Regions from separate parts of the Mus musculus genome. Here all the other regions are linked to region 1. The links are chromatin contacts, called in public Hi-C, HiChIP or PLAC-seq and promoter capture Hi-C maps. All regions are on one chromosome and are shown on one strand. Each heading gives the region's core, a stretch centred on a gene start, on an enhancer-like site or on the middle of the called end of the contact. The rest is flanking DNA. Distances are from core to core; before and after follow the strand shown. Region 1 holds the start of Specc1 (sperm antigen with calponin homology and coiled-coil domains 1). Region 2 overlaps Specc1 (sperm antigen with calponin homology and coiled-coil domains 1). Region 3 holds the start of Prpsap2 (phosphoribosyl pyrophosphate synthetase-associated protein 2). Region 4 overlaps Specc1 (sperm antigen with calponin homology and coiled-coil domains 1).

What was found. A called contact is a pair of places that touch in the nucleus more often than the background predicts. HiChIP or PLAC-seq counts read pairs in DNA pulled down with a chosen protein or histone mark. Capture Hi-C pulls out chosen DNA fragments and counts their contacts.
Region 2: a contact with region 1 is called in an H3K4me3 HiChIP or PLAC-seq map of stem cell-derived neural progenitor cells, with 24 read pairs. The contact joins the enhancer-like site here to the promoter of Specc1 in region 1. A contact is called at or near these places in 1 of 39 promoter capture datasets (hippocampal neurons), 1 of 15 datasets of contacts at CTCF or cohesin (the NIH/3T3 cell line), 1 of 484 Hi-C or Micro-C datasets (bone marrow-derived macrophages), 3 of 115 datasets of contacts at active chromatin or transcription factors (bone marrow-derived macrophages, embryonic stem cells and stem cell-derived neural progenitor cells) and 3 of 9 other capture datasets (embryonic stem cells, liver and pancreatic islet).
Region 3: a promoter capture Hi-C map of adipose tissue shows a contact between it and region 1. The contact joins the promoter of Prpsap2 here to the promoter of Specc1 in region 1. A contact is called at or near these places in 2 of 484 Hi-C or Micro-C datasets (the Ba/F3 cell line and pro-B cells) and 1 of 9 other capture datasets (adipose tissue).
Region 4: a Hi-C map of bone marrow-derived macrophages shows a contact between it and region 1, with 31 read pairs. The contact joins the enhancer-like site here to the promoter of Specc1 in region 1. A contact is called at or near these places in 2 of 39 promoter capture datasets (the C10 cell line and the SN4741 cell line), 1 of 15 datasets of contacts at CTCF or cohesin (the NIH/3T3 cell line), 10 of 484 Hi-C or Micro-C datasets (the C10 cell line, CD8 T cells, the CH12 cell line and 7 more), 4 of 115 datasets of contacts at active chromatin or transcription factors (embryonic stem cells, fetal liver, forebrain and 1 more) and 2 of 9 other capture datasets (adipose tissue and pancreatic islet).

Annotation. Positions count from the first base shown.
Region 1 is chr11:61,954,548-61,958,857 of GRCm38.p6, forward strand. It overlaps Specc1 (sperm antigen with calponin homology and coiled-coil domains 1), which reads left to right and starts at 2,216. Exons shown (of 15, transcript NM_001281818.1): 1 at 2,216-2,342.
Region 2 is chr11:62,189,675-62,193,984 of GRCm38.p6, forward strand. All of the region lies in intron 12 of Specc1 (sperm antigen with calponin homology and coiled-coil domains 1), which reads left to right. Among named protein-coding and RNA genes, the nearest start is that of Gm39985, 45 kb to the left of the region's middle. Within about 2 kb of position 2,592, at least 36 of the 459 cell types and tissues checked have an H3K27ac peak or open chromatin away from gene starts, as enhancers often do. A contact at or near this core is called in pancreatic islet and stem cell-derived neural progenitor cells, where this site is marked.
Region 3 is chr11:61,759,674-61,763,983 of GRCm38.p6, forward strand. It overlaps Prpsap2 (phosphoribosyl pyrophosphate synthetase-associated protein 2), which reads right to left and starts at 2,415. Exons shown (of 12, transcript NM_144806.2): 1 at 2,281-2,415.
Region 4 is chr11:62,101,086-62,105,395 of GRCm38.p6, forward strand. All of the region lies in intron 3 of Specc1 (sperm antigen with calponin homology and coiled-coil domains 1), which reads left to right. Among named protein-coding and RNA genes, the nearest start is that of Gm39985, 43 kb to the right of the region's middle. Within about 2 kb of position 2,551, at least 23 of the 459 cell types and tissues checked have an H3K27ac peak or open chromatin away from gene starts, as enhancers often do. A contact at or near this core is called in bone marrow-derived macrophages, where this site is marked.

The DNA.
Region 1 (4,310 bases), core at 966-3,465:
CTCTGTTTTTGAGGATATTAGTCCATTTCCTGAAGTCTCTGCCTCATTATTCTCTAAAGGCTCCACCTGGGAACATTGAACAACACTGGGGATTGTGCTGCAACATCTGAACAGGGACATAGTCATCCAGTCAGAGAATCCAACAGTCTCACTGCCTGATGCTGCCTGATGGCAACAATCAATACTCCAGGTTATCATTCTGGATTGATACACACGTGTGCACGCACACACACACACACACACACACACACACACACACACACACACACACACGGCCTCCTGCTCACTCTCATGAATCTCATCCTCTCTTCTTTTCCAGAGAAAACCCTTTTGACTTTCTTCCCTCTACTAAAGGAAACCTTCATTTCCCTTCTTTTATACTTCTCTCATCTTACAGTGTGGGGTGGGGTGGAGCTGGGCGGGGCTGGGTGGGGTGGGGTGGGGGCTGCTTCCATCCTGGCCAGGATTCCCATCCTTTCCCTTTTATACATGCACAGTCTGCTGAGCAGTCATGCAGAGTTAACTTTTCCTGACTGCCCTTCAGTGGTATTCTTTCCATAAATATTTAACATGCTGAAGTTTCTTCCACCACGAAAGCAAAGCAAAACACCAACAAAGGCCAGCCCAACACCCAAACCCTCCTTCAACAGCCTTTCCACCTCTACTACCCGGGCGTCTCTTCCCCTCCCCACCTCATCTAGAAAGAATTGTCTGTGTTTCACTCTCACTACCTCAAGCATGACTCATGGTCCTGCCATTCTGTTCATGCATATTTAATAGTCGTAGGTGACTTTTATGTTAATAAATACAGAACATGTTCTTTAGTCTCTGGACAAAGCGTTCACCCCCAGGGGAGGGAGAACCAGGCTGAGAGAAAGGACAACCCTGAACTCGGTCTTGACCTTGTTCAATTCCAGGGCCTCAGAGGTGTCCTAGAGATGTTGGGGAATGAGGGCTAAAGTGAGGGAGAGGTCTAAGCTGGAACATAAACGGTCCCTGCAGTGTATCCACAGAAGCGTGTGTGTGTGTGTGTGTGTGTGTGTGTGTGTGTGTGTGTGTAGATAATCAATGTCAAATGAGTCATGGAGTTATTTGAGGGGAACAAGGGAAACCTAGACAAGTTCTCAAACTTGAATCTATTTCAAAATTATGTCAAGAATTTATATGTAAAAGTACAAATTTCTGGATCCCACCTTTACAGAGGGTGTTTTTCTCTTTTGAATCTAGTAAAACTAAATAGTGCATGAGTGTAGCTCCCTGGTGGACCCTTATTTAGCACATATGGGGCTCTGGTTTTCATCCCCAGCACCACAAAAGATGACCCAAACCAAAACCTAATATTCTCTGTAGGGTGTAGATTCTTGTACTTTAAGCAAGCTCCCGTACAATGTTGAGGGCATTGGTCTGAAATCCTCACTTTAAGAACAATGGACTGAGAGCTTGTTTGGAGACTCTACCTCAGCTACTTGAATACCCTTGATCTAAGACGGGTCTTCCGATCCTCGTGGAAGGTCATCAAGTACATAGTTTGTACACCTGGACACACATGGAACAGTGAGGGAGGAAGGCCAGGCAATGGTGACACTTGCTTTTAATCCCAGCACTTGGGAGGCAGAGGCAGGAGGATCCCTGTGAGTTCGAGGCCAGCTTGGTCTGCAGAGAGAGTTCCAGGACAGCCAGGGCTACACTGAGAAACCCTGTATCGGTGGGTAGGGGGAAGAGGGAGGAGGAAGAGAGGAAAGGAGAGAAGGAGAGAGGAGAGTGGACAAGGAGAGAGAGAGGGAGGAATGGAGGGAGGGACGGAGGGAGGGAGGGAGAGAGAGAGAGAGAGAGAGAGAGAGAGAGAGAGAGAGAGAGAGAGACCGGGTGGTGGTGGGCCTTTAATCCCAGAACTCAGAAGGCAGAAGCAGGTGTATCTCTCTGAATTCCAGGCTAACCTGGTCTATAAAGTGAGTTCCAGGACAGGACAGACAGAACTACATGGAGAAACCCTATCTTGACCCCCCCCCCCCCCCCATAAAAAAACAATAGTCTAAAGTGCCGAGGGGGACCCTCTTTCTTCCCCAGTGAGATGCTCCATCAACGACTACCCATCAATGGAGGTTGAGTCGATGAGAACACAAGGAAAACTTCCGGAAAGAAACCGCTAGATGAGAACGGAGGGTCTGGACTACATCTCCCAGAAAGCCCCGCACTGGCGCGCGGGCGCCCCCTGGACGTGGCCATCGGGAAGGCGCCAGCGGGATCGCCAGGACCTTCCCCAGAGCATCCGTGAGCTAGGAAAGCCGCGGTAGCTGCGGGCTGCAGCGGCGCGGGAGTCCGGTGCGAGAGAACCACGGCAGGTGAGTTGGGGTACGGGATGCTCGGTCCTCTGTTTCTCAGCTGCCTTTTCTCAAGTCTGGCGAACAAGACGGGGTGCAGGAGTCCTGGCTCGGGGACGTGGGGTGCCCTTCTGGAAAGACGCGCTGCGGTCCTGGATACCCAGGCGGCGGGCAGCGCAGGGACCGCGCTGCAGGTGGGGACCGCAGGTGGCCGGCCCTCCCCTCCGGCCGCGGGTTTGGCGCAGCAGCCTGGCACGGGGACCAGGTGGCTCGGCCGGCTGTGGCCCTGGGGAGCCCCAGCCCCCGGGACAGGTGCGTGCGCTTCGGCGGGACTGGAGTGCCGCTGAGTGTTTGTCCACAAAGCCGCTGCATCCCTGTCCTGCCCAGGTGGTCGCCTAGAGCTTGGGCTGAGGGTTTCCAGGACGCCTAGGAGCGCGGGGAACTGTGCGGATGCTGGTGCGTGTCCCCGCGGTGCGCAGGCTAGCGTGAGCGCAACAGTGCCGATCTCTTTTCCTTAATGCCCTTGGAACAAAATTAGTTTTATGTGCTTAAAAAAAACAACAACAACCAAAAAACAAAAAAACAAGTTTGACTCTGAATATCTTAGTTTGATTTTGTGGGAGCTCCAATACGCCAGCGCGCAAGTTTATATAATAAGCAGTATACGCTTTGGGGGAAAAAAAAATCCCATTGAAGGTGCTCTTCCTTGCCCTCTATCGGATGAATTATGTCGAACTGGTTGACATGGGTATCCATTAGTAACTGCGGTGGCTGGAGGCGAGAGATAAAGTGTTTTTGAGTGAAGTCACGACCGAACCCTTTTGATCAGTTTTTGGTTTCATACGATTTGGTTATCCAGTTTCAAACACGATGTTATTTCAACGTTTAAGACGGAGTTGGAGGGTGGAGACCGAGGGTTGTCAATCCTAATACCTTAGTCTAAGGAAAATAGCTTTGCATGATTAACTCAAAGCCATCAAGTTTGCTTATTGATTATTTTGAGACAGGGTCTTGCTAACTATCTCTGACGAGCCACCACATTCGCAGTCCTTTAGTTTGTGTTCCAGATAGTGTCTCCCTAGGTAGTTCTGGCTGGCCTGGAAGTGCTATGTGGCCCAGGCTGGACCCTCCTCCTTCCATTGGGAATTTCAGGAGTGAGCCACCACACTTGGCCAAAGAAAGCAGTTTTAGAGCTAACTCCGCGGCCCCTTCTGAAGCCCGCATCAGTTTTAGTTTTTAAGCTGATTTGTGGATGTGCTGGGTAGATAATTTTATTGTTTGTTAAGAAGCACCGTGGGACATTTTTGTCGTGTTTGGTTTTAGGGAAATGTTCCCCTGTCTTTTCTGTAACTGGACTTTGTTGTGTTAAATGTATTTTTATTCATACCTGATTTCTTAGACGTTAAAAGTCAGGGAAGGCTGGGTTCCCACCCACCCACCCCCACTGCTTTTGTACAACATGCATTGATAGGACCATGTAGGTTTCCTTCTTGAAAATCCCCAGCACATTATTTTGCTGGATTTTCTCACTAAAATCCTGTAATGCTTGAAAATGAATTATTTTGGAGCTATGTATAGTGGCTCATGACTGTAATTCTAGCATTCCAGACTGAGGGAAGAGGATGAGTTTGGGGCCAGCCTGTGCTACATGGCAAGACTCTGTCTCAAACAAACAGTATCAACAAGACAACAACAACAGAAGACAAACAGGGAAAACCCAGTCCTGACCCCCAGAACAAAATCTCACCTAAAATGTGTGTTTGGCTTGTTTGATTGATCCAAACAGGAACCTTTTCTTTAGTGTTGGTAAGTGGCTTTGCTATGACGTTTCCCTCCTCCCTGTCATTAGGCTCGTGCTGTTCAGAGTGATCCTGCTGGGAACTTCCTATCGTTTTCTGTGCTTTGGAAGAATGATCTGTTCCTTGAAGTGTGGCAGAAGTTGCCTACAGGCTGCCCAGGCTGCTGCTGCCTACAGGCTGCCCAGGCTGC
Region 2 (4,310 bases), core at 1,342-3,841, 240 kb after region 1:
GATTTCAGGCCTGAGTTTGATTATTTCCTGTGGTCTACTCCTCTTGGTGAATTTGCTTCTTTTTGTTTTAAAGCTTTCAGGTGTGCTGTCAAGCTGCTAGTGTAAGCTCTCTTCTGTTTCTTTTTGGAGGCACTTAGAGCTATGAGTTTTCCTATTAACACTGCTTTCATTGAGTTCCATAAGTTTTGGTATGATATGTCTTTATTTTCATTAAATTCTAAAAAGCCTTTAATTTTCCTTGACCAAGTTATCATTGAATAGAGCGTTGTTCAGCTTCCATGTGTATGTGTGCTTTCCGTTGTTTTCATTGGTATTTAAGACCAGCCTTAGTCCGTGGTGATCTGGTATGATGCATGGGATTATTTCAGGCTTGCTGTATCTGTTGAGGCCTGTTTTATGATTGATTATATTGTCAGTTTTGGAGAAGGTACAGTGAGGTGCTAAGAAGAAGGTATAATCTTTTGCTTTAGTATGAAATGTTCTGTAAATATCTGCTAGATCCATTGGTTCATAACTTGTATTAGTTTCACTGTGTCTCTGTTTACTTTCTATTTCCATGATCTATCCATGGCTGAGAGTGGGGTGTTGAAGTCTCCCACTATTATTGTGTGAGGTGCAATGTGTGCTTTGAGATTTAGTAAAGTTTCTTTTATGAATGTGGGTGCCCTAATGTTTGGAGCATAGATGTTCAGAATTGAGAGTGCATCTTGGTAGATTTTTCCTTTGACCAGTATGAAGTGTCCTTCCTTATATTTTTTGATAACTTTTGGTTGAAAGTTGATTTTATTCAATATTAGAATGGCTATTCCAGCTTGTTTCTTGGGACCATTTGCTTGGAAAATTGTTTTCCAACCTTTTACTCTGAGGTAGTGTCTGCCTTTGTCACTGAGATGTGTTTCCTGTATGCAGCAAAATGCTGGGTCCTGTTTACATATCCAGTCTGTTAGCCTATATGTCTTTTTATTGGGGAATTGAATCCATTGATGTCAAGTGATATTAAGGAAAAGTGATTGTTACTTCCTGTCATTTTTGTTGCTAGAGGTGGAATTGTGTTTGTGTGGTCATCTTCTTTTGGGTTCCTTGAAAGAAGATTACTTTCTTGCTTTTTCTAGGGTGTAGTTTCCCTCCTGGTGTTGGTGTTTTCCACTTATTATCCTTTGTAGGGCTGGACTTGCTATGGTGGGAGAATTGGGTTCTGATGATGCCAAGTAACCTTGGTTTCTGTTGCTTATGTTCTTCAGCTTGCCTCTTACCATCTGATTATCTCTAGTGCTACCTGCCCTCACTATGTCTGACTGGAGCCTGTCCTTCCTGTGATCCTGGTTGTGTCAGAACTCCTCAGAGTTCGGCTGTCTCTGGGATCCTGTGATTCTGGGATCCTGTGATCTTGAGATTCTGGGTGTGTCAGAGCTCCTGAGATCATGGTGTGATTAAGATCCTGGGATCCTGTGGTCCTGGGCATGTTAGAGGGCCTGGATGTGGATCTTCCTCTGGATGTTGTGGAACTGGCTGTGGAGTTCACGTTCAAGGTCTGCTCAAGGCACCGTCCCAGACAGGAAGGAACCCTTGCCACTGATTGGGCTGAGTTCCTGGGTCCTGCTGCTCCCAGTTACTCCTGGTGTTGGGCCAGATGATGTGTCCTCTTCACCTCTGAACCTATGATCCTGGGCATCAATTGATCTTTTTTTTTCCCCAGCAAACCCACAATTTAGACTTGAATTCTTTGCTTCCCAATGTCTGGAACCTCACATGACCAGAGACTGGGACAGTTCCAGTGTGCTGGGCTCTTCCATAGTTTCCCACATCTTGGAGGTCCAGACAGAGATTTCCAAGAGTCCTGGGTAGAAACTTAAAAATTATTTATTACCTGCCAGGGAAGTCCCAGCAGTCACTTTCTGCATATGCAAATCGATTACTTAAGATCCAAAGAAAGTGACACTGGGCTTCTAAATTGTACCCATGATTGAGAAGAGGCATCTTCATCCCTCATGAGACTGAACATCACCTCCTGTGTTTTAGGCAGCAGTGTCTCTTTGGTGTGTCACTGGTTCATTCTGCCATTTTTGACTCGACCTATCCTATCAGGATATATTCTAGTCGTTACTCATTTGCTGCATATATTGTTTTTAATTTTTGTCATACAGAAAATTATAGATTCAGACTTCTCAGGCCTTTTATACATTTCAGTTTTGTGCTTTTCTTGTTTATTTGTTGTTCTGTTGTTCTGTTGTTGTTGTTGTTGTTGTTGTTTCAAGACAAGGTTTCTCTGTGTAGCCCTGGGTGGAACTTACTCAGTAGACCAGGCTGGCCTTGAACTCACAGAAATCGCCTGCCTCTGCCTCCTGAGTGCTTGGATTAAGGGCATATACCACCACTGCCTGCTCAGTTTCGCAATTGTAATGGTTTGCTTCTCTGAGATTATGGAGCTATTGGTTTTCTTCTAACATGTTGAAAATCTTTTTTCTTAAAAATATCCACTGACAGCTTGCTGCTAAGCAACAAGAGAACAAGACAGTCCTGTCTGCCTGGCCAGTTTCTACACTGTGTAGCTTTGAGAGCTGGCATGGGAGCCAAACATAACAGTGGCAGAAGGGAAAGAGTCAGAGTGGGCAGCTGAGCAGCTCGTTGTATGGGAGAGACCAGCCAGAAGGAGAGAGCTGTGCAGAGAGGAAACCCCACAGCCTGCTTACAGATGTCTGTGGTCCATGATGGAGGGCTATGCCACAGATGTGCAGGACAGGGTCACTCTGGCTTCTCCAGATAACCCGAGATTTAAGAAGAGAAGCTAGAGTTGAATGAGTGCATACATTTCTCAGAGGCAAGGCCTGGCTTGCTGACACAAATGCAGGGCAGACAATGCAAGCTGTATTTCTTTCTGCTTCACCAGAACCCGACTATTTGTGCTTACACCATCTTTGTACACCTTCAAACTAAACTCCTCCCTAAACTGTTATTCTATATGCTCAGTCTCAGGGAGGAATGAACAAGTTTTTTATTATTTTATTTTATTTTATTTTTGGTTTTTCGAGACAAGGTTTCTCTGGATAGCCCTGGCTGTCCTGGAACTCACTTTGTAGACTAGGCTGGCCTTGAACTCAGAAATCCACCTGCCTCTGCCTCCCGAGCTCTGGGATTAAAGGCGTGCGCCACCACGCCTGGCTTTATTTATTTTTTGAGTCAGGCCATGTAACAGCCCTGGCTGTCCTGGAGCTTTCTGTGTAGATCAGGATGGCCTCGAACTCACAGAGCTTTGCCTGCCTCTTCATCCTGAATACTAGGATTAGAGGTGTATGCCATTACCACCCAACAGGAATGAACAAATTTTATTCTCTACATCTGTAAATTGCCACTTTTACAAACCCCAAAATGAAATAACACAGTCCAATATCGGGGTTGTAACAGTGAAGTCCTATCTGCCTGGGACATCCCAGGAGTCAGGACATGTAGATCACTGTGTCTGGCTCCTGAAGAATGTACAGTGCGTTCTAATCTGCCTCCTGCCTCTTTCCCAGAAGCTCTGCTCTGCTCTTTTGATCTGTTTTTCAGCTTCAGCACTTAATGGAACACATAGTCCCTACAAAGGAGTCAACAGGAGAAGCTTCGGGCTCCTCCGAGAAGATGGAGTGGTGGGAGAAAAGGTCATAGCTAGACCCAGCTGTGTCCTCAGTGGAATTGAGCTCAGGGTGCATTTCAATGAAGTTCTGTAGCTTCTTTCCCCTGTGGCTAATGTTTCCACCAGATGTTACTGTTTCTAGGCAACACAAAGCAAGTAATTTTCTTGGAGCTCATGGGCTGGGTGATAGGGTTTTGCTTTGCTTTCTGTCCCACTGTGTTAAGAGTCTTGCCTGCATTCACCTTGTGGAACTATGGACACACTCAGATGCTCCAGGGACAGCCTTCACTGTTCAGCAAAGTTAGGGTGTTAGCCTCTTGTGTATGGTCCTTGTTCATTTTCTCCCATTTTTGTTTCACTGAGAACAATTCTCTATCTTACAACTTTAAAAAAGAAAAGTTGTCTATTTTGGAATGGTAGCTCTTACATCTGAGATTTCTTTTCATGAAAAAGCACTTGGAAGCCAGGTGATGGTGGTACGCACTTTAATTCTACCACTCAGGAGGCAGAGGCAGGTAGATCTCTGTTAGTTTGAAGCCAGCCTGGTCTATAGAGCAAGTATTAGGATAGCCAAGGCTACACAGAGAAACCTTGTCTCAAAAACAAAGCAAAGCAACACAAAAAAAAGCTCTTTGGAGTCAGAGGCAGGTGGACCTCTGTAAGTTATGGGCTAGCCTGGTAATCATAGGAAGTTTCA
Region 3 (4,310 bases), core at 1,165-3,664, 190 kb before region 1:
ACATGGTGGCTCACAACCATCCGTAATGAGATCTGACTCCCTCTTCTGGTGTGTCTGAAGACAGCTACAGTGTACTTATATATAATAATAAATCTTAAAAAAAAAAAAAAAAAGAAAAGAAAAAAAGAAAATCATTCCTTAGCAAAGAGGATCCAGGAGTTACTTTCATTAACTCACTCCTGGAAAATCTGCTTCAATGGTAGGTAGAGCATTTGCCCATCATGCACAGGGCCTGGGTTCCAACCCCAGCATGGGAAAAAAAGCCGGACTTGCAGAAATGGATTAGAAGTGTACTTTAGTGGAAAATTAGGTGCTTTGTGCTGCAGGCCTGGGTTTAATCACCAACACAATAAAAAGCACAGGCAGGTGGTGTCGGCACCTTTAATCCTACCACTTGGGAGGCAGAGGCAGGTAGATTTCTAAGTTGGAGGCCAGCCAGTTCTACAGAGCAAATTCCAGGACAGCCAGGTTTACGTAGAGAAACCCTGTCTTGAGAAACCAATAAATATACAAATAATTAGTTAATTAATTAAGAATAAATAGATAAAAAGGAGAAAATAAAAGTTGAGGCCTGGCCATGGTGGCATACACCTTTAATCCCAGAGGTTGGGAGGCAGAGGTAGGCAAATCTCTGAATTTGAGGCCAGCCTGGTCTACAAAGAGTTCCAAGATAGCCAGGGCTGTTACACAGAGAAACCTCCGTCTCCAAAATAAAATAAAGTAAAATAATTGAGAAACTGCAGGGCAGAGATAAAACCACATTACTCTTCCATATTCTGTGGTTACTGGCATTTTGCTTTCTTATGGCTAATGCTGTTCTGAGAGTTTTGATTTTTTGTTTTGTTTTTGTGACAACTTGGGAGAAGCAGGAAATAAATCTAAAACTATTTTAAATTTGGAGAAGTAACTTTTATTCATTTAATGTGTATGGGTGTTTTCTCTGCACACCGCGTGTGCCTGGTACTCTTGGAGACCAGCAGAGGGTGTCAGATTGGGTGGGTCTAGCATTAGAGGTGGTTGTAGGCTGTCACGTGGGTGGGTGCTGGAACTGACTCAGTCTTGAACAACTAGTATTCTTAACCAGCCAGTTCTCCAGCCCCCACACCTGGGGAAGCAGTTTTAATAGGAAAACAGGTTTGACATTACTTCCCAGACTTTAACGAAGTCATACGAGGTAACCTCTTCCTCATAACAGTGGCCCCTGAAGGACAGAGTGGGGTAGCAGTCTGATATGCAATACAGTTCCCTGCATACAACAATAGGTTGCGACTCTCAGTCATACAGAGCATGACTTGGCAACCTGATGAACTACAGGCAATAGAATCAAATACCCAGATTTTGAAATGTCTATTGCAAACATACCTTATCAGAAAAAAAGATACATACTAAATGCCAAAGAAAGAGCACAGAACTATGTTTTGGTGTTGTCAATTCTTGGAGCTTATCCCAAGTATAGAGCTATATTGTCAATGATAGAAAGTACAATTTAAAAACAAAACAAAACAAACAAACAAACAAACAAACAAAAAACCCCCAACAACTTTGTAGCCCTGTTTGCCAGGAACTCGCTCTGTGGACCATGAGCCCTCAAGATCCTTTCACCAGTCTCTGAGATTAAGGGGTGTGCCATCAAGCCCCACAAACTGCAAGATTATTTAAGAACAGAAACACTGGTTCTATGTTAAACCACAGAGTAGCTAATGAATATAATGTGCATATCTCTGCAAAAATTGGATAATAATGATACAAACTACAGCAGTTAAAAGACAAGAAAGGTTTCCTATAGTGGGGCTTAGGGGCACGCACCTATTTTATTTTTATTTGTGCATTTAAATTGTTAAGCACTAGGGCATGAGATGGGTCAATGGCAGGCCGCTTGCATTGCTTCACCTTGCATTCGACTCCAGAACCGCAAGAAAAAAAAAAAAAAAGAAAAAAAAAAAACATAAAACATTAGAACTCACACTTCCTCAGGCCTCAAAGCTCGGTTCAGTATTTTCGTATCCCTCACAAAAGCTAAACACCCAAACTCTGCCAATATCGATATAAGAAAAATAAATCCTTATCAATAATGTAACAGATTGAGGAAGAGATTTTTCTGCAGAGTATCTTATGCCGCTCCTCCTACGTCTGATTGGAGCCCAATCATCCACTAAGGCTGGTGGAGCCGAACACGGGGCCCCGGGCTCGCCCCGGAGCAACAAGGGCCATGGCTCCCGCCCGGCACCGCGCGAGCTCGCGGGGCCCGCCGTCCGCCCGCCGAGGCTCCCGCCCGCCTACCTGGTCCCGACCCCAGCCCGGCCCGCCGCAGCCTCGGCTGCCGAAGGAAGAGAGCACAGAGCTCCGCACGGCGTCTTACAGCAAAATGGCGACTCTAAGCGCGAGAAAGTCTTTCGAGACTGCGAGGCCAGGGGCGGGGCCTGAGGGCAACTGACTAGAGTGGGCGAGGCCGTCGAGGGGCGTGGTCTGGAGGAAGAGGGGCGGGGCAGAAAGTGGGGTAGAAGGCAATGCATTTGATGCTGTGGGCGTGGCCGCCAGAGTGGGCGGGAGGATGTTGTGTGGGCGTGGTCAGACTCGAGGAAAGTGGGGGAGAATTAGAGTGGGCGTGGTTGGAAGTGTGGTTAAAATTCATAGGTTCTGACTGGGTTCAAGTCTTTACTGTCCTGCAAGACTGAGCAAGTCACCTCTTTGACCTGAGTTCTTCTGAAAAAGAGATGACAGCAGTACCCCCATCTCCTGGGGTTGGGAGGAGTGAGTGAGAAATCTGCGAACCTCTTGGCATGGTTCTTAGCATACAGTCGATGAGCAGTTATCATTCATAATTATTCGCTTTGTTGTCCCTTCCTTCTTTTCAGTGGTTAAGAGTATATACTGCTTTTCCAGAGAAGCTGAGTTTGGTTCCCAGAACCAATGTCAGGCAGTTCACAACTGCCTGTAATTCTAGCTCCAAGTCTCCCTGATGTCTCTGGCCTCCTCAGCCACCTGCACTCATATAAACATAAACATATACAAATAATTAAACATTCTAAAAGTTAGTTTTTTAAAAAATTGTAGCTCTGGGTGACCTGGAACTCACAGAGATCCATCTGTCTCTGCCTCCTGAGTGTTAGGATTAAAAGGGTGGCCATCATTCCTAGCAAATTGGTTGCTGTTGATATATCATTGCTGAATTCTTTATACCTTGAAATATGGTGATCCCTATTTTTTAAGGGGCTACTTGGCCCTTCCTCTCTTTCTTTTTTTTTTAAATATTTATTTATTTATTATACAGTAAATACACTGTAGCTGTCTTCAGACACTCCAGAAGAGGGAGTCAGATCTCATTACAGATGGTTATGAGCCACCATGTGGTTGCTGGGATTTGAACTCTGGACCTTTGGAAGAGCAGTCGGGTGCTCTTACCCACTGAGCCATCTCACCAGCCCCCAGTGATCCCTATTTATAACATAACAAACATATAGTGCATGCCAGGTATCAAGGCATTATTTATTATTATCTATATTTTATATTAATATATATTAACAGTAACTTTCAGAAATGGGGTAAGACTTATCTCTATTTAATTGCTGTGGGTACTCAGATGCCAGTGACAAAGCAATAGATAGGCACCACCTGCAGTGCCTTGCTCCATGTGTATACTTAAAGGCTCTCATCCACTGCACTTCCAGTTCACAAGTGAGACAAGCAGACATTTATGGGAGGATGCACAGGTGGCTAGAATTAATTATCAGAAGGCTGAGGATGGTTAGAATTCATAGGAGGGCTTGTGGGTAGCTAGAATTCATGGGAAGTATGCACGAAAACTGAAAAGAAGCTGTGTCTGGCTGACTGATGACAATTTCAGTACTGTGGGGGAGATTGGGATGTTGCAGGTTCAGAGGCTAGTTTACCTTTTCTTGGATTAATTTTGGCCCTCTGGAACAGCCATTTCTTTTTTTTTTTTTTTTTTTTTTGGTTTTTCAAGACAGGGTTTCTCTGTATAGCCCTGACTGTCCTGAAACTCACTCTGTAGACCAGGCTGGCCTCGAACTCAGAAATTCGCCTGCCTCTGCCTCCTAAGTGCTGGGATTAAAGGCGTGCGCCACCACCGCCTGGCTTGAACAGCCATTTCTTGTCCACCTCTGTGTCGGAGCCAACATCTTGTGACTAATAGAAATAAGCCTTTTGAATCTATTAACTTACTTGATGGCAATCTTAGCTTTTGGATTGGTGGGAAGAGTGGTTAGCTACGAGAAGCCTCCCCCATCTCGCTGGGCCCGCCTCTCTGATACATCCACTTCTCTTAGTGTTCCTACCTTTCTAGTGTACCC
Region 4 (4,310 bases), core at 1,301-3,800, 150 kb after region 1:
ATGTAAATAAAATATCTAATAAAAAAGTGCATAATTTAAAAAAAGAAGTGAAGGGGGAAAAGAGATTCAACATAGTAGTCATAGAAATGCAAGGTAAAGAAAACTTTTTTCTCCATGCAGAGAGCTGTTGAGGGGACTGAGAGGGACACTGTTCACTGCCAGTGTCCTGTGAATTATTGTAATCTTTTTGAAAAGTGATCGGGCAGTACGTGTTCTGATTGAAAATGGGCAGGGTGTGATGGGTCCTCCTGCCTTTAATCCCAGCAATCAAGAGGCAGAGGTGGGTGGATCTTTGTAGATTCAAGGCCAGCCAGGTCTACAAAGCAGATCCAGGCCAACCAGAGCCATATAGTGAGACTTTGTTTCAAAAATAACCCAAACAGACAAAAACCAAGCAAAGAACCATAGTTTGTTCACCATCTATGCTTAAAACTGTATGTCATCGGTGTGTGTGCTGTGTCCCTAAATGTGTCATGTTTATCAACTTGAGAGTCCAGGAAGAATGTATTTTTTAGAGCAGTAGTTTTCAACCTGTGGGTTGCAACCATTTTATAGGGGTCACCTAAGACTGCCAGAAACACAGATATTTATATTATAATTCATAACAATAGCAAAATTAAAGTTATGAAGTAGCAATAGAAACAATTTTGTGGTTGGGGGGTCACTGCAGCATGAGGATGTGTATTAAAGGGTCACAGCATTAGGGAGGTTGAAAACTACTGTTCTAGGGTTCAATATTGTCTCTAATTGAGACAATATTGTCTCCAGGGAGGGCGTTTTGATTTCACTTTAGAAAGAGACTGCCATATCCAGGGATCCATCCCATAATCAGCTTCCAAGCGCTGACACCATTGCATACATACACTAGCAAGATTTTGCTGAAAGGACCCAGATGTAGCTGTCTCTTGTGAGACTATGCCGGGGCCTAGCAAACACAGAAGTGGATGCTCACAGTCAGCTAATGGATGGATCACAGGGCTCCCAATGGAGGAGCTAGAGAAAGTACCCAAGGAGCTAAAGGGATCTGCAACCCTATAGGTGGAACAACATAAACTAACCAGTACCCCAGAGCTCTTGACTCTAGCTGCATATGTATCAAAAGATGGCCTAGTCGGCCATCACTGGAAAGAGAGGCCCATTGGACACACAAACTTATTATGCCCCAGTACAGGGGAACGCCAGGGCAAAAAAAAAAAAAAAAAAAAAAAAATAGGAATGGGTGGGTAGGGAAGTAGAGGGGAGGGTATGGGGGACTTTTGGGATAGCATTGGAAATGTAATTGAGGAAAATACGTAATAAAAAAAAAAAGAAAGAGCTATTATTTTAGTATGTAAGGAGGTGAGGAATTTAGTGATTAAGAGTACGAATTTAGGGCCGGGCGTGGTGGCGCACTCCTTTAATCCCAGCACTTGGGAGGCAGAGGCGGGAGGATTTCTGAGTTCGAGGCCAGCCTGGTCTACAAAGTGAGTTCCAGGACAGCCAGGGCTAGAGAAACCCTGTCTCGAAAAACCACACACACAAAAAAGAGTACGAATTTAGGAGCTGGGCATGGTAGCACTGGTTATTAGTAACCAGGTAGAAGATCAAATTTGGGCCTAGCCTGGGCTACATAAGACCCTGTCCCTTTTTTTTTTTTTTCTTCAAAGATTGAAAAATACATAACCTTTGAATCCTACATTTTCTGGGTTTGAATCCTATCAAAGTGTGTAACTTTGGATATGTTATCTGACCTAAGTTTGCATCAGTTTCCCCTTGGTAAACATGTAAAAACAGTAGCTATTGTTATTGGTTGCTTGATGGTTGAAGGCATTTGTTCTCAAATTCCTGGGCTCAAGTGAACTTTTTGCCTCAGCCTCCAAAGTAGCTGGATCTACTAGCATATGCCACCGAGCCTGGCTGCAAAGAGTTCTGAATGGGCGAATGTTTGTAAATGTATTTGTTCCACTATAGATTTTACATGAGAAAGTTGCATTTGTGTTTTTCTTAAATTTTGAAACATTAGTAAGTCGGAGGTTGGAGAGAAAGTCTTTAGTTGTATTCTTTCAATAGAAAAGTCCTAAACATTGTCATTACTCTGAGAGCTTAATTTTGAAAAATGAAGTGAAACACATAATGTGTCTTCGTCATTCCTCTGCCTCTGTGGCACTGGAGTAAAAAGGTCCCAGCTAGCTGTAGAATGCAGAACATTGCTGCTCCTTCATTTCCCAGGAGGGAACTTAAAGGCAGTTCTTACTGCATCTTTGAAACCGTCCAGCTGCCTATAGAACTTACTTACGTCTGCTTCCATGTTTAGTGATTCAGACATCATTCTAGGAAATAGAGGCAAAATAAATGTCCACTAAAATATGACAGATTATTTCCAGACCCAACCATAATTCTGTCTTCTACTCCATATGCTTTTCTGTAGTGTGACTTCACCACTTCTTCCATGGAGGGTGTGCGTCTGGAATCTGGCAGGTCTAAGACTGTCTGAGTTAGACCGATAGGGCAGAAGTGATAAGTGTGGCTGCTGAGACTGGTTGTGAGAGGCTATGCAGCTTCCTGTTTGCAGGAGCTCTGAGCCATTCTTTAAGGAACTTAGTTCCTGAGAGACAACCGTATTGGAGAGGTCACTAGGACAGCTCAGCTGAGCTCCATCTGACACTACCCATATTTGTGAGGCAGGCAGGATGTCCAGCTCAGCCACAGCTCCAGATGACCACAAGCCAGTCAACTTCAGACTGGAGTCACATGGGCTGGCTAAACAAGGTCTCCCCAAATTAAAATTATGATAGCATAAGGTAGATCTGTCAAGCTGTGAATGTATGGACATTTGTCCTCTAACAGTGGTAATAAATGAGACATGTAGGTTTAGCAATGCAGTCATGGTGAGACCATCCCACTGATAGTGAAGAACCTTCAGAGACACCCCTCTCAAGCTGTTCATTGCACCCAGAAATGCTGGCCTAACCATAGTTCTACTGTGGTTAGTATCCTGCTCTGCCTCTATTTAATAATGTCTTCTAATTGTTTTGTTATATCCTAAATAGATTATATAATTTTCCTTTTCAGTTGTTGCTTAATAGTGTCTGCTAGAGTCTAAAGTCCTGTATTTCTTTTCAATTGGGTTAGTGTATAGTAGACTCAACCCCCTTATATCTGATTTTGCTTTCCATGCTTTTAATCAACTATTTATGGCCAATTTTGGTCCAAAAATACTCTTGAAAGTCACAGAAAAAACCCATAAGTTTTAGTTGCTCACCGTGGTATTTCCCATTATCTTACTTTATTGAGCCTGGATGTTAATCATCCCATTAGCCATGCTGCTCAACCTATCCTCCCATTAGTCACTTAGTGTACATCTTGATTGTCAGATTGATTTTAGACTTCTGAGGGTGTTGACATAACCCTTATCTAGCAGCCCAGTGCTGTTTCAGTGTTTACATCCTTCATCTCCCTTTATCATAATTTGTTTATTATATTATAAGAGTTTGTAAAAGTAACCACATTCACATAACTTTTATTACAGTGTATTGTCATAGTTGTTTTATTTTATTATTGTTAGTATCTTATATACATAATTTACAAATTAAACTCTATTATAGGACTTTATGTTTATGGTGATCTGGGGTCGGGGTGGGGTGGGGGAAGCATAGATGGGGTTCAGTATCTGTGGCTTCAGTCATCTGCAAAAGGTCCCCATGGCTCAAGGGAGACTAGGGGACACTAGTGTTCCATTTCCTATCTGCCATATTACTGTTAGTGTACTATAATAGAGAACTGACTTAGTTTTGGTCAGACTTCATTTGAATACTTGTTTGATTTCCTGGCTTCTACCTCACTCTCTTCCTAGGGCCGCCCTATGGATAACTCATGGTTTTTCTCCTTTCAGTAGGTAACATTGAAACATTGACCTCAGTATTAATTGTTTAAAGAATGTCTCAGGTCCAAGAGAGTGAGTTGGTAGAACTTCAGGAGACACCTTTGCTCCATGGATTTGATGGGTTATGATGCGTGGGATCAAGTACTTCTAAAACCACATCTCTGCTATGAGGGTAGGTAGTGTTCTGACAAAGATGACTGAGGGAGGTAGGCAAGAGCAAGAGAGAGAGAGAGCAGTCTCAAGCTGTCCTGGTGCTAGACTCTCAGTTGTACCAGCTAAAACCTTTTCTTTGTGTTGTTGCAAGCTTGAGTTACAGTTTCTGTTGTAAAAGATTTCTAACTCAAACTCTATCAGAAGCATTCTAAGGTTCTAGGTAGTTTTGGAGTGATTTTTGGTAAGTTAAAAAATCTCTAGGCAGTTTGTTGTATAAACTAACCTTGAGTGCTGT